2 separate regions of the Oryctolagus cuniculus genome follow, and region 1 is linked to region 2. A link is a contact called in public Micro-C data. All regions are on one chromosome and are shown on one strand. The core of a region is the stretch at or near the end of the contact, and the rest is flanking DNA. Distances in the headings are between cores, read along the strand shown.

The links. Hi-C and Micro-C count contacts between places; a contact is called where the count stands out from the background.
Region 1: a contact with region 2 is called in a Micro-C map of ear pinna, with 5 times the contacts expected there. The contact joins the promoter of ICE1 here to the promoter of SRD5A1 in region 2. A contact is called at or near these places in 2 of 6 Hi-C or Micro-C datasets (ear pinna and an unstated tissue).

What each region holds. Positions count from the first base shown.
Region 1 is chr14:94,472,069-94,479,610 of mOryCun1.1, reverse strand. It overlaps ICE1 (interactor of little elongation complex ELL subunit 1), which reads left to right and starts at 3,898. Exons shown (of 19, transcript XM_008251200.3): 1 at 3,898-4,214. The coding sequence starts at 4,131. LOC138845212 reads right to left here and starts at 4,132. Exons shown (of 3, transcript XM_070056859.1): 1 at 3,599-4,132. The coding sequence starts at 4,132.
Region 2 is chr14:93,643,720-93,651,556 of mOryCun1.1, reverse strand. SRD5A1 (steroid 5 alpha-reductase 1) reads left to right here and starts at 3,546. Exons shown (of 5, transcript XM_070056856.1): 1 at 3,546-4,016. The coding sequence starts at 3,736. It overlaps NSUN2 (NOP2/Sun RNA methyltransferase 2), which reads right to left and starts at 3,295. Exons shown (of 19, transcript XM_070056855.1): 1 at 3,133-3,295; 2 at 2,888-3,045; 3 at 2,390-2,494. The coding sequence starts at 3,228.

The DNA of each region.
Region 1 (7,542 bases), core at 2,649-5,148, 830 kb before region 2:
GGATCTCCCCCGAGGGGCTGTCTGTGGCTGGCGCACAGCACCCCCGTGCTGGTGAACATACGGTTCAGTGCAAGGACGCACCCACTGCCCCAAGCCTCTCCACCTCCCACCCAGGACACACACCCAGCTCTCGGAGGTCTACCTGGTGGCATCTCACTGGCTGTTCTCTCCTCTGGGCGGTGGCCACGCCCTGGCACAGCAACTCCCCTCCAAGGACTCGGTCCCCCTCTTCCACCTTCCTTCTTCCCTGCCCGACACTGGGGGCACAGGTTGCTAAGAAAGCCTGCAGGGCACAGCAGAGTGCTGTCCCACCCCACAGGGCGGCCCTGTAAACACCTGCTTAACAATCACCCACGTTTGGCACTGAGCCCCAAGTTCCCACATGGACTCCTAGCCCCACCTCCACGCCCCTTGAGGGGACAGCTGGGGCTGCAGAAACTGCCCACCCCTGGGACAGATACAAAGGCCCTCACCAAAGCAGGCTGTGTTGAAAAAAACAGGAGCCAGGGCCGCTTAGGAGAAAGCATGGCAGCGCCCACACGTAGACAGGGAGGAAGCTCCCACAAACGCCCTGCTCACCAGGTGCCCAGAGCACCCTGCTGCCCTCCCGGGGTGGGGGTCTGATGTGTCACAGGGAAGGCGGGGAATTCCGTTTCTAAAGCACAGGCAGGGAAAGACGGCCACCTTGTGGGCATGCGCCAGACTGCGTCCAGGCTGCAAATTCAGACCCTGCAGTGGCAAACTACTCCTGGAATCCTTTCTCAGGTTTTCATGTTTGATTGCTTCGCAACGGTTTTCCTTCACAAAAAAAACATTATTTGAAAGACAGAGACACAGCAATCCCATCTGCTGGGACTGTCCCCAAATGCCCAGGACAGTCAGGTCTGGGCCAGCCGGAAGCTAGCAGCACGGAACTCGATCCGGGTCTCCCACGCAGCTGGCAGAGGAAAGTACTTGAGCCCTCACTGCTGCCTCCCAGAACGCGCACTGGTAGGGACTGGGAGTGGGAGTGGGGACCGGCCTCGGACCTGGCACGGGACACGGGCTGCAGGCGAGGCCCCCAGCAGCTGAACTGCTACGTCAATGCCTGCCCCACCACCAGCCTTTGAAAGGTCACAGGGTCACTTCTCCTGTGGGGAGGGGCCGGAGGGGAGAGGATCGCTCTGCACAAAGCAGGTAGTAAGAACTTCCAGACAGCTGGCTTCACCTTGCGTTCTCCTCACCGTTCTCCTCACCGTTCACTAAACCTATTAGGTTTCTGGTGGCAGCGCGCGTTGACAAATCACCACTCCCCTCTCAATCGCGTCAGATTCCAAAGCTTTAGTTCCCAGGTATCCAGCCGTGAGGAGGGTGTGGGGCAAGAGCTGAGCCCGCCCCAGCAGATTCCCTGACCAGCCCTCTGGTAAGACAGGCACAGGGCGGCGGGCAGAGGGTCCTTCGGGTCTTTGGAGCTCGGACAGAGAGACACGAATGTTCTCTTGGAAGCCCAAGAACAGCTGCTTTAAGAAAAACTCTCCTCTCCTTGTTACCTGTGCGAGGTTGTGCCTTAGCGCCTTCCTGCTGCTGCTGACAGGAGGCCTCAGACTGGGGAAGCTGTTAGAGGCCTCCGGGCCTCTCCCTGACATTTCAGCGGAAGACATCATGGCTCCGGCATCCTACACACCTGCAGACCGAGGCCTGCCACTGGCACAGTCGCACCTTGGCCTGTATGAACCATGGCGGTGGCCGTGGTGAGCTCTGCTGCTGAGAGCGGTGGCGGCATCCCCGGGTGGCCCTGTGGCGGGAGGGGCGTCCTGGAGGCCATTTCAGCTCATCCTAACGACTGGCAAACGGGCGCCGGCGGCTCCACCGCCCCGTCCCTGGGCCCCGCTCTCCTCCTGTCCTCCTGCACACGCCTACTGCTCCTGCCCTGGCCAGGCCGTGTGTTTTCCTACTTGGTCTCTGGTGCGCTGTCACGTCTGCCTACAAGCAGCTAATAGGTTCCACTCCACAGTCCCCGCGAGTTGTTTGAAATCTCCTTTGTGAAGCGAAGTAACTCATCACGTTCAAAACGCGGCCTCTAAGTCCTGGGGCAGGGCCGCGACGCGGCCAAGTTCTCTACACTGGGATGGGAAGGACGGCCTGCTCTGTCTCCACAGGGCCCTGTCACGAGGGAGCATCCTCCAGCACTGGTCTCCATCAGAGGCCGTGATGGTAGGCAGCCACCCCTGCTCTTAGCGGGCAGCACGTACACTCAGAACGCTTTTCCCATTGGCAAAACAGCTTCACAGAGCAGAAACGACCAAGACAAGCAGGTGGCGCAGTCGTGTGTGCCCTGACGGGGAGGAGCAGGCGGCAGGGCCTCCGCCCCGCGATGTCTGAACCATTTCTTGGGCGCCTTTACAGGAAGCTTGCTGGCCCCGGCCCTGGCGCACCAGGCTCTGGTTTCTCTCCCAGGGGGTTGAGACGTGGCCCCGAGAAAGGCAGAAACGACTGCACGTTCATTCTGGGAGATGCCCCACTCCCTGTATCTCCAACGAGTCGCAGCGAATCCATTTAGACCTACTGTGTGCAGCGCGTTGTGGCATTACAAAGGAGACTCACTGCAGTCCAAGTGCAGCTGTGTTTGACGAGGTACCACCACGGCCCCGAGGGCCGGAAGGGAGGGGCACGGGGCAGAGGCAGCAGCACGCAGCCCAGCTCCCTGGCGCTTCGTGCAGCGCTGCCGCCGCCTCCTCCCGGTTCCCTGGCAAAAGCGCTCACCTGGGAAGCCTTCCGTCAAAGAGAAGTCACCGTGAAGACGAGCTCGCCGGGGCCAGAAGTCGGAGCTGCGAGGCCACCGGGAGCCACGCGGCTGCCCCTCCGCCGGGTGGGTCACCGGGCCTGCGCCTCTGCGCACCCCCCTGCTCCCTGGACCCTCCTCTCCCGCGCGCTCTGGGGCTGCCTTTGCTCCGCCGCCGAAACCCGCCAACCGGGCCACCACCGACGGAGCTGCCCCCTCCACCGGGCAGTGCGTGGTACCCAGGGTGTAAGCAAGGAAAGAGGCAGGAAATCTCAAGAAAACGCAGGCTGCTCCGAAAGCGGTGTTTCCGGCTGCAGGGTCCCGGCACCTGCGATGCTCCGCCGAGGGCGAGGCCGGACTCCGGGGCCTCCGAGCAAGCCGCTGCCAGCGACGAGCCGTGCCTCCCGACGTGCGGGAAACCTCGGTCCTCGCCGCAGCACCAGGCCCCGAGCCGACGCGAGGCCTCTCCCTCTGCCCCTCTCCCAGGACACGGTTATCAGGCTGGCCAGTGGCCAACGGGCCTGACTAGGTTCTGCCGGGCGCTGCGCTCGGCCCTCGCTGGGTGGCGGCGCCCACAGTCGGGACCTGGAGGCCGCCGCGGCAATGGGCACAGAAACTCGCCAGAGTAGCGAGACTGACGGGAAGCGGACATTAGCGGCGGAGCCCGAGCAGCCGGCACCGAATCGCACCGGACGTGGCCAGAGGCACCGTTCGGTCTCCGCCCGCCGCGCGGCGCGCCGGGAACTGTATCCTTCCTCCCCCCGCTCCCGGACACGGGAGGGGCCCGGGGTACAGCAGGGCTCCCACGGGGCTATAAAAATCCAGCATTTTGCTTACCGGGACGCGGGGGTCCTCCCACTCTGGCGGGCGCCTGAATAATACGTCATCGGCGGGCACCTCGCCCACCGCGGGTGCCTTTAGGTGTCTACGTACAGCCTGTTGTACGGTAGGCTGGCAATAAATGACCCCGTCGAAGGAAGAACTGCACACGTGACGCCTCTGCGGGCGTTGGCTTGTCCTTTGGGCACGTGTTCCGCGCCGCGTCTCCCCGTTGCGTTCAGGCAGTGCCCCGGGCAGCCCTGCGCGGCGGCGGGGGGCGGGGCCAGCCAGGGCGGGGCGGGGTCCTGGCTGGACTGCGTCGCGCTCGGGGGCCGCGCCGGGTAGCGTTTCTCGCCAGCGCCTGAGGCGGCTCCGTTTCGGAGAGCCCTTCGCAAGCTCCACGGGGACCTCTGTGCACGGATGGACCCGCCCGGACCCGGCGGGAAGCGGCCTGGCAGGCGGCGGCCCCGGCGGCATCAGCGGAGGCAAGACAGGGCCGAAGCCGTGGGTCCCTGAGACGCGCGTGCCCACCGGGCCCGGTGGCGGCACCATGATGCCGGGCGAGACGCACTCGGCAGCCCCCGGGACGGCCGCTGACCTCTCGCGGTGTCAGGGCTGCGCGTCTCTGCAGCAGGTGAGGCACCTCCCCGGGGCCCGGGCGCGGGGGGCGGCGCGGCCTCGCCGGCGGGAGCGCGGGGCCCGCCGGCGCCGCCGCCTCTTCCTGGGGGTTGCAGCCCCCCGATGTCCTTGTCGCTGCGGCTTCCTTTGCCGTGTGTAAGCTGGGGACGCAGAAGTCGCTGCACGGAGTTGTGCAGAGTGAGCGGGTTCTTGGAGGACTCCTCCCCTGCGCAGCCTGGGTGCCGGCCGGGCTGCCTCTTCGGCTGCCGGGTGACAGGTGGGATGCTAAGGAGGTCGACCTCCCCGAGGGCAAGGCCTTTGCTTGCCTGTCATCGCCTGTCAGGCGTCTGGTCGGGGTCCTCGGGCTTCCAGGGCTTGGAGAGGCGCTCCCGCTCGCTGCTGAGTTAGCTCCGTAGGTTAAGCTGGTGGAGCAGTCAGTCACGTGTCTAACCGCGGGGTGGGCTCTGCTGGGGCCTGGGGGCAGTGGAAGTAGCCCCAGGGGCCCGTTCGCGCAGATCCTTGCAGCCGGGTGATGCCGGGAGTCTGCGTCGTCGGCTTCGGTGGTGGAACCGAGCTGGCCACGGTGGAGGCTGCCTCCCGTGGCCATCGCCGCTGGGCCTCGTGTGCTGGGCACCGCGGGCAGCGCCGCGACCCGGCATTGCGGCGAGGCTGGCCTCTCTGAGCAGGGTGTCTGCCTGCGGGGACGGCCCGGGAGGCTCTTCGAGCTGCGAGGGACCGAAAGCGGGGGTTGGCGCGGTGGGCTGGTTTCCGGCGAGGTCCGTGGGTTTGACTGCTGAGAAGGGGTGGATGGACGGTGCGGGGAGCCCGCAGGTGGAAGCCCTCTGCGAGAAGCGCCGGGCGTGTGACGAGCAGGCCGTGAGGTGGGCGTGAGCCCCGCGCGGGGAGGAGTCGGCTGCGGGCTTGAGGCATGCTTGCTCTGCGCAGCCCACCCGGCGCTCAGGGCCCTTCGGGGTCTGGCCGTCCTGGGGATACATCTGAGCTCTCTTGCTTACTGGGGCTTGTGCTGGACCCCGCCGGAGGTTTGGACTTCGTTGCCTGGAACGGAAGGCGTTCTTCCAGGTGCCCCGACGGGTAGTGTTAATTAGGGATGCCCACCGAGGGTATGCCGTCACCTAGGCGCACGCTTCTTGAGCACTGGTAGGCTGGCGGATGGCATGCAGTTTGGAACTCACGCAGTGTTCCAGAAGTTCATGGGGAATGCATATCCGAGGAACTGTGCGTGGATTCCAAATACTTTTTTGTGTCCAGAGACACTTACCTTTGGTTTACAATTTCCATGAACTTCTGAGGCGTCCCTACAGACAGAACCGGAAGGCCTGCGTGCAGGAGCAGAGCTGCAGGGCGCCAGCAGTGCGGGTCCACTCGGGCAGAAGAGCAGTCCAGTGTGTGAAGGATGGAGCGCACAGTGCGCTCCGAAGGAAGCTGCAGTTAGGAGGGGCAGCCGGCCAGCTCGGAGAGGCGTGGAGGGGAGAAAGTGTGCGATCAGTGAGGCGTGAAGTGAGGCGTGAAGTGAGGCTGCCGCGGGTTTGCCAGGCTCTCAGGGCCCAGAGGCCACTGGGCGCGCTGGGCTTGGGTGCGTGTGCCTGGGGCGTCGTGGGGAAGGGGTGGGCATTCTGCCCTTGCTGCCTTGTCCTGTCCACGCCGTGTCAGAGGAAAGCAAACGGGGTGTGGGGGTCCTGACAGCTGAGGAGACACACTCCTCTCTGATAAAGATCAGCATAGGCTTGGGTTTGTAAGTCAGAACATGTTGTCCATCAGAGGGGAGGTTAGGTGAACATTTAGTACAGCCTCCCTCCGCCAGAGCAAAACGTGAGCAAGGTTTTTTTTTTTTTTTTTTTTTTTTTTTTTAAATGAGTTTGTTTATTTGTTTGAGAGACAGAGGGATAAACAGAGAAAGGTCTTCCATCTGCTGGTTCACTCCCTGCATGGGCTGGGCCTGGCTGATTGGAGGCCAGCAGCCAGGAGCTTCTTCTGGGCCTCTCACATAGGTGCAGGGGCCCAAGTACTTGGGCCATTTTCCACTGCTTTCGCAGGCCATAAACAGTTGGATCAGAAGAAGAGCAGCCAGGACACAAACTGGTGCCTACATGGGATGTCTGTGCTGCAGTCAGAGGCTTAGCCCACTGTGCCACAACGCTAGCCCCAGTTTGTTTATTTTGAAAGTAAGAGTTAGAAGGAGAGTTCTTCTACCCACTGGTTTACTCCCGATGGCCTCAACGGCCAGTGCTGGGCCAGGGAGCTTCATCTGGATCGCCCACGTGAGTGGCAGGGGCCCAAGCATTTGGGTCATCTTTTTGCTGCTTTTCCCAGGCCATTAGCAAGGAGCTGGATTGAAGTGGAGCAGCTGGGACATGAATTGGTGCCCATATGGGATGCTGGCCTCGCAGGTCTCGGCTTTACCTGCCTCGCCACAATGCCAGCCCTGATTAGTGTGATTTTTAAAAATAATTTCAAAATAAGTAAATTTGAACATACAGGGAAGTTTCCAGAGTAATACCAAAACTCCCTCTGGTGTTTTCAGATTCACCAACCATTGCCATGTTATGGAATGTTTTCACGACTGGTGTGCATGTCCCTGCCGTGTTACGGAATGTTTTCACGACTGGTGTGCACGTCCCTGCCGTGTTACGGAATGTTTTCACGACTGGTGTGCACGTCCCTGCCGTGTTACGGAATGTTTTCACGACTGGTGTGCACGTCCCTGCCCTGCGGCTTTACATACCTCCAGTGTATGTTTCCTCCAAACATTGTCAGCCTGCAGCCCGCACATCCCAGTACTCACATGGGGGCAGCAATTCTGTCCAACCCATAGACCTGTTCACTTTCTGTTTGCTGGCCCTAGACTATTTTTTTCCTTTCTAGCTGAAGGTCCTGTGGGAATATGTTATGTTTCTTTGTCCTGTTTCTTGGTCCTCTTTCATCAGTCTTAATAGGAGAGCCTTGCATTTTCCAAGGACCTGGAAACGTTTTGGACTGTCAAACTGTTGGAAGCCATCAAACCGCTGCTGTGCTCAATGATTTGCCAGCAGTCCTCTTAAGACTCGTATGTGGGTGTACTCACAGGGAGGTGACTGTTCCAGGGAGAGGAGACAGTGAGAAAGCAAAGGGAACAGGCACGTGGGGCAGAGTCCAGGGGAAACAGGGCAGAAGCTGCTGGGAATCTCTCCCAGAGGAGTCGCACAAAACGGAATTCCTTGGGCAGCATATTGTGACCCTGAGTGTGTCCTTTGTTGGCCAGGGCAGCTCCTTAGAGACTCAGTGTGCAGGGTTTCCATCAGGGGCCAGCCATGCAGACGTCCTCTATCTAGTGCAGACCCACATCC
Region 2 (7,837 bases), core at 2,297-4,796:
GCAGGTGGAAACTCTCTCTCTTTGTAACTCTTTCAAGAAAAAGTTAACTTAGTTTGCAAAGAACAATAAAAAAATAGAAGTCTTATTTACACTAGCGTTTTTGCCTAGCTTGCTGGCTCCTGCAAAAGAAAACAGCCATGGGGCAGGCACTGTGGCGTAGCAGGGAAAGCCGCCACTCGCACTGCCAGCTCCCCTAAGGGCACCGGTCCGAGTCCCGTCTGCTCCACATCCGACCCAGCTCCCTGCTATGGCCTGGGAAAGCAGTGGAAGATGCCCCAAGTCCTTGGGCCCCTGCACCCGCATGGGAGACCCGGAAGAAACTTCTGGCTCCTAATCAGTCCAGCTCTGACTGCTGTGGCCATTTGGGGAGTGGACCAGCAGATGGAAGACCTCTCTCTCGCTCTCTGCCTCTCAAATAAATAAATAGGGAGGGAGGGAGGGAGGGAGGGAGGGAGGGAGAAAGGAAACAGCCATGATGATGCCTGGAGAGCAAGCCTGTCCCCTGGAGATGCAGGCTGAGATGTCCTCCTGGGTCCACACCCCATCGCCACAAGGTTTCAGGAACAACTGTTTTCAGGTGATTGTGTGAAGCAGCGATTACATACAAAACACACTAGAAATGGAGACATCTGAACAGCACTCTGATTCCAACAGCGCACAGCGTCAGTGCTGTCAATCAGATCTCTGAGGCACTGGAGAGCAGGTACACCTACCACCTGGCTACCACGGAGGACAAAAACTCAGTCCCACAAAGCCCACTGCATCTCAGGAAGGCCATCCACAGGCAGGGCGGCTGCCCTAGCAGTGACCATGCCCAGCTCCAGAGTAGCAGGGCCCTAGTCCCAGCTCTGGCTCTGACTGCAGCTCCCTGCTGGTGCAGACCCTGGGAGGCAGCAGCGATGGCTCAATGACTGAATTTACGACACCTATGTGGCAGGCCTGGACTGTGTCCCTGGGTCCTGGTTTCAACTCCATGCAGCCCAGGCCAGCCCAGGCCAGCCCCGGCCAGCCCCGGCCATCACAGGCACTTGGGGAGTGAACCAGGATATGGAGCTCTTGTTCCCTGCCTCTTAGATAATTCTTTTTAAAAAACTGAAATGACCACAGCAGCTAAAAAATGCTTCCCTTCCCCACTGGCCTCCCCACCGTGAAACTGCTATGGGTCACCCCACAGCAGCCCAGCCCCGAGTCATCTCCCTGTGCTGTGTCCTTCAAGCGTTTAAAATCTGACTGCAAAGTGTAATTAAAGCACCACCACTTAACTTTTTTATCCCATAAAACTGAAGATTTCTTCTTATATCCCACAAATGCATCTACGACATGTGCTTTTGGCCTGGACTGAAGGTTGATTTTAGTGTTTAGCCATGCACTCAAAGGCACTGAAAAATCGCATGGCCAGCAACAGAAAAGCCGGAGAATCTACCCAGTGGTTTACCACCCATGAAGGTGTGTGAAAAAGGTAACACCAGGCACGTGACTATCTGAAACCTTGAAAGGGCCCCACAACTTACTCAATGCATGCTTTGACAGCAACTATTTACAACTGCCTTTCTCTTCTGGGAACCACGCAACAAGAGTTCCTGCTCAATGAAGGACCTACACCAGCGAGCTGGCGCCTCCAGCGTGCACTTGAGCCCGTCCCACCAGAGTGAGCTGGACACAGAGGAAGGGTCACTGCCGTGGGCGGGAAGTGACCGACTCACTCCTTCTTCAAGTTCACAACCTGCGGGGCCTGTCTCGCCTGGCCACGTGAGCCACGGGCCGCGACAGCACCGGGAGCGCCAAGCTTGGCTACTGCAGACAGCAGGGAGACTGGCGGCCGTGCAGTCTGTGCTGGACACACAGTAGGCGGCTGCGGTGACACTGCCAGCGCAGGGCTGTCCTTTTCTGGGGGACAGGTTTCTGGTTTTGAGAGATGGACATGGAGAGAGAAAGAGCTTCCCCAAATGCCCTCAAGGACCGTGGCTGGGCAGGGCCAGGGCCATGGCTGTGGGCTTGGAAACTCAGACCAGGTCTCCCGCATAGGTGGCAGGAACCCAGCCCCTGAGCGGTCACCCGGCCGCCCGGGGTGTGCGTTAGCAGGTAGCTGGAGCCAGCTGGACGTGGTGTCATTGCTAGCACGCTGACCACCAGACAGAACGGACTCTCCCCCTACACACAGTTCTGATGTGAGAAAACAAGGCCTGCAGATAGATGAAACTGTAACTTAGACAAGAGACTAGATGGACGGAAAAAATTAACTAAACTCGGTGACTCGGGTACAGGGAGCTACAAACCACGCGTCAGGACAAGCCCTGGGTTAAAACAGAGAAACAGAGTATCTGAAGCGCCCATCCTGCCCCTGCCGGCCACACCACGACCAGAGCCCCCACACCCAGCCCCCGCCTACCAGCTCAGGGGCTGCGGAACTTCCACCTTCTGGCCGTCCACCTCCAGCGCCTCCAGCTCCTTGAAATACTTGTTCTTCAGGCAATGCAGGATCTCTTTCGCGTGGCTGGCGAAACGAGCAAGTCAACACGCGCGCGGCGCCGTCTCTCGACCCGAGTCCTCCAACCCGAAACCCGGCTCTGCCCGCCGAGGAGCCAGCCTGGGTCGTCGCCTTCTCGCTACGCTGCAAGCCTGCAGGGACCCCCTGGCCCCCGCCCCGGCTGGGTCGCTGGACGGTGACACGCTGCGGGCCACACCGCCTTCCCTCCCGCCCAACACCACCCGCGCTCGCGACTCCCCCTGCAAACGCGCGGGGCGGAGGAGCGGAGACGCGACACGTTACCCCGCGGCTCGGGCCGCCCGGCCCCCGGCCCCCGGCCCCCGGCCCCCGGCCGCCCAGGAGCCACCGCGGACCCCACTCCCCGGGGCGGACCCCACTCCCCGGGGCGGACCCCCGCACCTCTTGTAGCCGGTGATCCTCAGCGTGGCGGGCAGCGGCTGCCTGAGCGCGCCCATGAACTGCTCCCACTCGCCCTCGGGCACGATGCGGAGCTCCTGGTAGTAGTGCTCGAACAGCTTGTTCTCCTTGACGATCTCGGGGTAGCCGCCTTCCCAGCCCTGAGGAGGGGCAGGGGCGTCAGACCCCCGGCTCCCAGGCCGGCCCCGCAGGCCCCGCGCCCGCCCGCCCGCCAGCCCGGCGCCTACCGCATCGCCGCGCGGCCCGCCGCCCTCGGCGCCGTCCGCCCCGGCCTCGGCCCGCGACGGCTGCGCGAGCCGCCGGCCCCGCGCCCGCCGCCCCATGGCCCACGCGGCCGCGCACGCCGCGCGCAGAAAGCGGCCCGCCACCGCTGCCACCGCGAATTCCGGCCGCCGCCGAGGCCCCCGCGCCTGGGGGCCTGGCCCCTTCCGGGAGCCGCAGGGGCTGTCGAGAACGAAGCCGAAGCGCCACGTCCGTCCTCTGGGAAAACCACGGGCGGCATACAGCCGCGGGCCGCCCCGGGGAGAGCAGCTCCGAGGGCGTCCCCGGCCGCTGGGTCGGGGTCGGGCACGCGGGCTCAGGCAGCTCCGCGGACCGCCCGACCCCGGCGCGTGCGCAGAGCGGCCGCCCGGGCGGGGGCGGGGCCTCGGCCAGGTGGGCGGGGCTAGCCGGCGGCCCCACCCCGCGCAGGTGACCCGCATGGCTCTGGCCGCGGGGTTGTAGGCGGCCGCGCGTTCCCGGGGCAATCGGGTTTCCCGCCCCTTGGCCGCCTCCCTATATGTGACCTTCCGCGGCCGGCCGGGCATGGAGCGCCTCGCCGTCCCCCGGCCATGGAGCAGGCGGAGCCGCGCGTGCTGGACGCGCTCGCCTACCTGGAGTGCTTCCTGGGCCCGCTGTGCTTCGTGCTGCTCAAGCTGTTGGGCTCGCCCTACGGTCGCTATGCGCCGCAGTGGCCCGGCCTGCGGGTGTCGGCGCGGGTCGCCTGGGTCGTGCAGGAGCTGCCCTCGCTGGCCTGGCCGCTGTACGAGTGCGGCCGCGCGGCCGCGGAGCGCCTGCACCACTGGCCCAGCCGCATCCTGCTGGCCATGTTCCTGGTCCACTACATGCAACGGTAGGGCCGGGCCCGGGGGCCCCTAGCGGGTTTGTGTAGACACCAGTAGGAGTCGCCCAGCCCCGCGCCCCGGCTCCCCTCGCTGAGTTAACGGAAGCGAGTAGGGTCAATCTGGACGGGGCAGCCCGGAGGGGTCCTGCGGGTGGTGGACCTGGGCTCGAGACCTTGTTCCTGGCACAGGGAGCCTGGGGTTTGTTCCTCGGTATCAGGACTGCATCTCCTGACCGTGGCCTCCAGTGAGCCCAGCCGTGTTTGTTTACTTGAAAGGCAGAGTTACAGAGATGGAGAGAGAGAGAGAGACAGAGAAAGAAAGAGAGATCTTCCATCCACCGGCTCACTCCCGAATGGCCACAAGGGCTGTGCCGAGCCGGAGCCAGGAGCCAGGAGCTTCCAAACTTTTCTGCTCCAGTTTTAGCTCTTCATCTCGGCTGCTGTGTGTAGGGAGTTGCTGGTACTTTAGGTCGGTGGTTTCCTTTTGCTTCTTGTGATAACCAGACACCGTAACTTGTTGAAGTAACTTAGCAGAAGGGGAGCCCCCCCCTTCCCCCGGGGGCTTGGCTTTTCTGCTGTGTCCTCCTTGGGTTCCCTGGGCAGGGGGCAGGGCAGGGCCTGGCTGCACATGGGGACCTGAGCCCCTAGGCATCGCTCGGTTGCTCCCAGGAGCCCCCAAGGCCCTGGGGGTGGGGGGCGGCCTCCCAGGCGAGGACCCTGAACACAGAGGCCTGAAAGTGACTTCTGCATCGCTGACTTTCTGCGAAGATTTCTTTTAAGCATCCGCCCCGGAAATCTTCAGTCCTGTTGGCTTTTGCACAGCCAAGGCGAATGAATGGTTGACGCAAAATTTAAAGTCAGCGTTGAGATGGTTCACTTGATACACAGAAAAGCCGCTCAGCTAATGTGTGTGCATCAGAGGAAGCTGAGCTCACTGGCCATGAACCCTGGTGACCCAGAGAGCCGAAGAATTCTGTGCGTGTACAGTTCAGAGGCCGCTGCCTTCGCTTGGTGCCTCACATTCCAGTGAGGAAACACAGGCTCTTAGCGCCCTGAACCCGTGTTGGCGCCTGGAGGGGGCCCAGTACTGGAACCTGGGTACCAGTATGTGAAGCCAGACCCAATGAGGATCGAGTCCTCCCTCTGGTTTCCTCTCTATCTCTCAAAGATTTGCTTACTTGAAAGGCAGAGTTGCAGAGAGAAGGAGAGAGATCTTCCATCCACTGGTGCACTCCCCCAGTCGGCCACAACGGCTGTGCCAAGTGAAGCCAGCGGTTTCACCAGATCTCCCACGTGGGCGGCAGAGGCCCATGTCCTTGGGCCGTCATCCGTTGCTTTCCCAGGTGCGCTAGCAGGGCACTGGATCACAAGTGGGGCATCCAGGACTCAAACCAGGGCCCACATGCGATGCTGGTGTCGCAGGCAGCTGTGCCACCGCACCTGCCCCATCCCCAGGCTGTTTGGACGAAGATACTTAAAGCAGGGGTGGAGGCAACTTTCAACAAAGACTTGGGGAGTACTGTGTACCCAGTCTTGACTGTCAGGCCACTTGTGTTTTTGTAAGGGGGTCGGGCATGACTGTAACTTGAGTGTCAGTTGTAGTCTCCTGTCTAGAGTTCCCCAGACCCTGTGTGCGCTTCTCTGATGGCTAGAAGCAAGCTTTGGAGTCAGGCTGCTGGACAAGGCAAGCTAAATCACAGAGATTCTCCTGGGATTATTTGGCAACAGCAGAGGATTGCAGTGGGAAGCCCCACCGTCGTAAAACCAGGTTCATGCTCAAGGGGGTTGGCAAGGCGAGGTTTTCAAAGGGCAAGAGGAGATTACATAAGACATTTTGTAACTATAATCTTTGATTGTAAGGGCGCCATCACAAGGGTGGCATCGGCCCAACACTTGGTTGCCAGGCGGGTGTCCTTGCAGAAGTATTTTTTGGGTGAGGTCACGGTGGCTGTGGTGCAAGGTTGAGGTACCACCAGTCTTTCAAAAATGGTTCTTTGTTACCAACCACACATGTGAGATCCCCGCCTGCACAGCCTCTCATTTACTTGTTTGTTTAGAGGGTGGATAGGATTTGCCGAAAGTGATTCTGTCTTGATTCTGCCAGCTTGCACATTTTGATCAAGATCTTTGACAGCATCGCTGGTGGTCTCCCAGTGCCAGGATGGAGCTGTGCGGGTTGCTGGACTGGTCTGACCCTGTGGGGCACGGGGGAGGTGATTGACAGTGAGGAGTCAGTGCCAGGCTGTAGCCACAGGGAGAGCTGGGCCGGGACTGCCTGTCTCCCGGAGTCCATCATTCAGTTCTCTGTTTCATAAGCCTTGGCCATCATCTGAAGGTGCTGGGCCTGTGTTACTTCTGCAGAAACTTGACAGGCAAGGGGTGCAGACGTTCAGGAAGGACGTAGTGTGAAACAAAACCAACACAAGCAAAACAAATGCAGCTTGTGTCGTAGCTCTGGGCATCGCGATAACCGGCTGGAGAAGTGAAGAGCCTGTGGGGACCACTGAGTCCGGCCTCGTGTTGTGCAGTGGAGTCTCCTGTCCCCAGATGGGTTTATCAGGGTCCAGCATGCAGAATTAGCACCTGCACGTTTCCTTATTCAGCCAGTGAGTAATCGAGAGCAGCTTTACTATTTAATATCCCAGGGCTGGGCTGAATCATGAGTGTGGCAAGAAAGCTCCACTAGGGTCATCTGCACAAAGTTGCATGGAGGATGCTGCCCAAAGGTGTCCCGGATCCGGTCCTGACAAGTCACAGTCAATTCATGGTCAGTGTCTATCAACCTGTGAAATCGTAATGTCCTGTCCCATGAGAAAGGATTGGTAAACAAGGAGCGGTTAGTGGATTAAGAGCCTGGTGATTCGGAGTCTTGTTGGGACAACAAGAAGCTGTGCGCTGCAGGGGAAGGTCGAACCCTACACGGTGCTTGGCAGATCGAATGTCCCTGCGATTGTGTGGTGCGGTTTGGCCAGCTTACCGTGTGGACAAGGCTTGCCTGGGGTTGTCCAGCTTCAGCTCACAGGGCTGTTGGAATGAGTCCTGTCCTTGGGCAAAGAGTCGCAGCCAGGTTGGAGAAAACTAGCAGAAATCAGGATCCAGGCCAGGATACAGGTAGGCAATGAAAGTGGAAAACAGCTAGCAGAGCTGCAAACTCGCAGCGTGTGTGCTGTGCTTTCCTTTTCTGCTTTGCCAGGAAAGATGTGTTTATGTCCAGAAAGATGTGTTTCCTCATCCAGCGGTTTTTTCAGTATGGAAAAGCAGGCATTTGCCTGCAGACTCAGGTGTGTATGTGTGTGCATGTGTGTGCGTGTCTGTGTGTCTGTGTGTGCGTGTGTGTGTGCATGTGTGCGTGTGTGCATGTATCTGTGCATGTGTCCGTGCGCATGTGTGCACGTGTGTGCGTGTGTGTTTGCGCGCGTGTGTGTGTGCATGTGTGTCTGCGTGTGTGTAGTCTCTTCTACAGACTTTAAGAAGTCAAGGGTACTTGAATTTACGTTTAGCACTCACATCACTGCACCATGTCAAATTACACCCAAAGTTCACTTTAAACATCTCCTGCGCATTCACTTCATGTGTTTATTTTTTACCACACAGATTGCATACGGAAACCGAGCTATTAGACCAGCATAATCATCGTTTTGAGTGATGTTTCTTGTCAAAGAAAAAAACCTTAGAAGTGAAGTTGCTGTGCTTGACAGACAGAAAGGAAAGAACACTGCATTGTACTCCCTGCTGCACATTGTTTTAAAGGCAGATAACTTTAGAGAGAGAGCAGAATGTGGGTGCACGCTCCCTCTCCCTGCTGCACTCCTCAAATGCCTGCAGTGGCC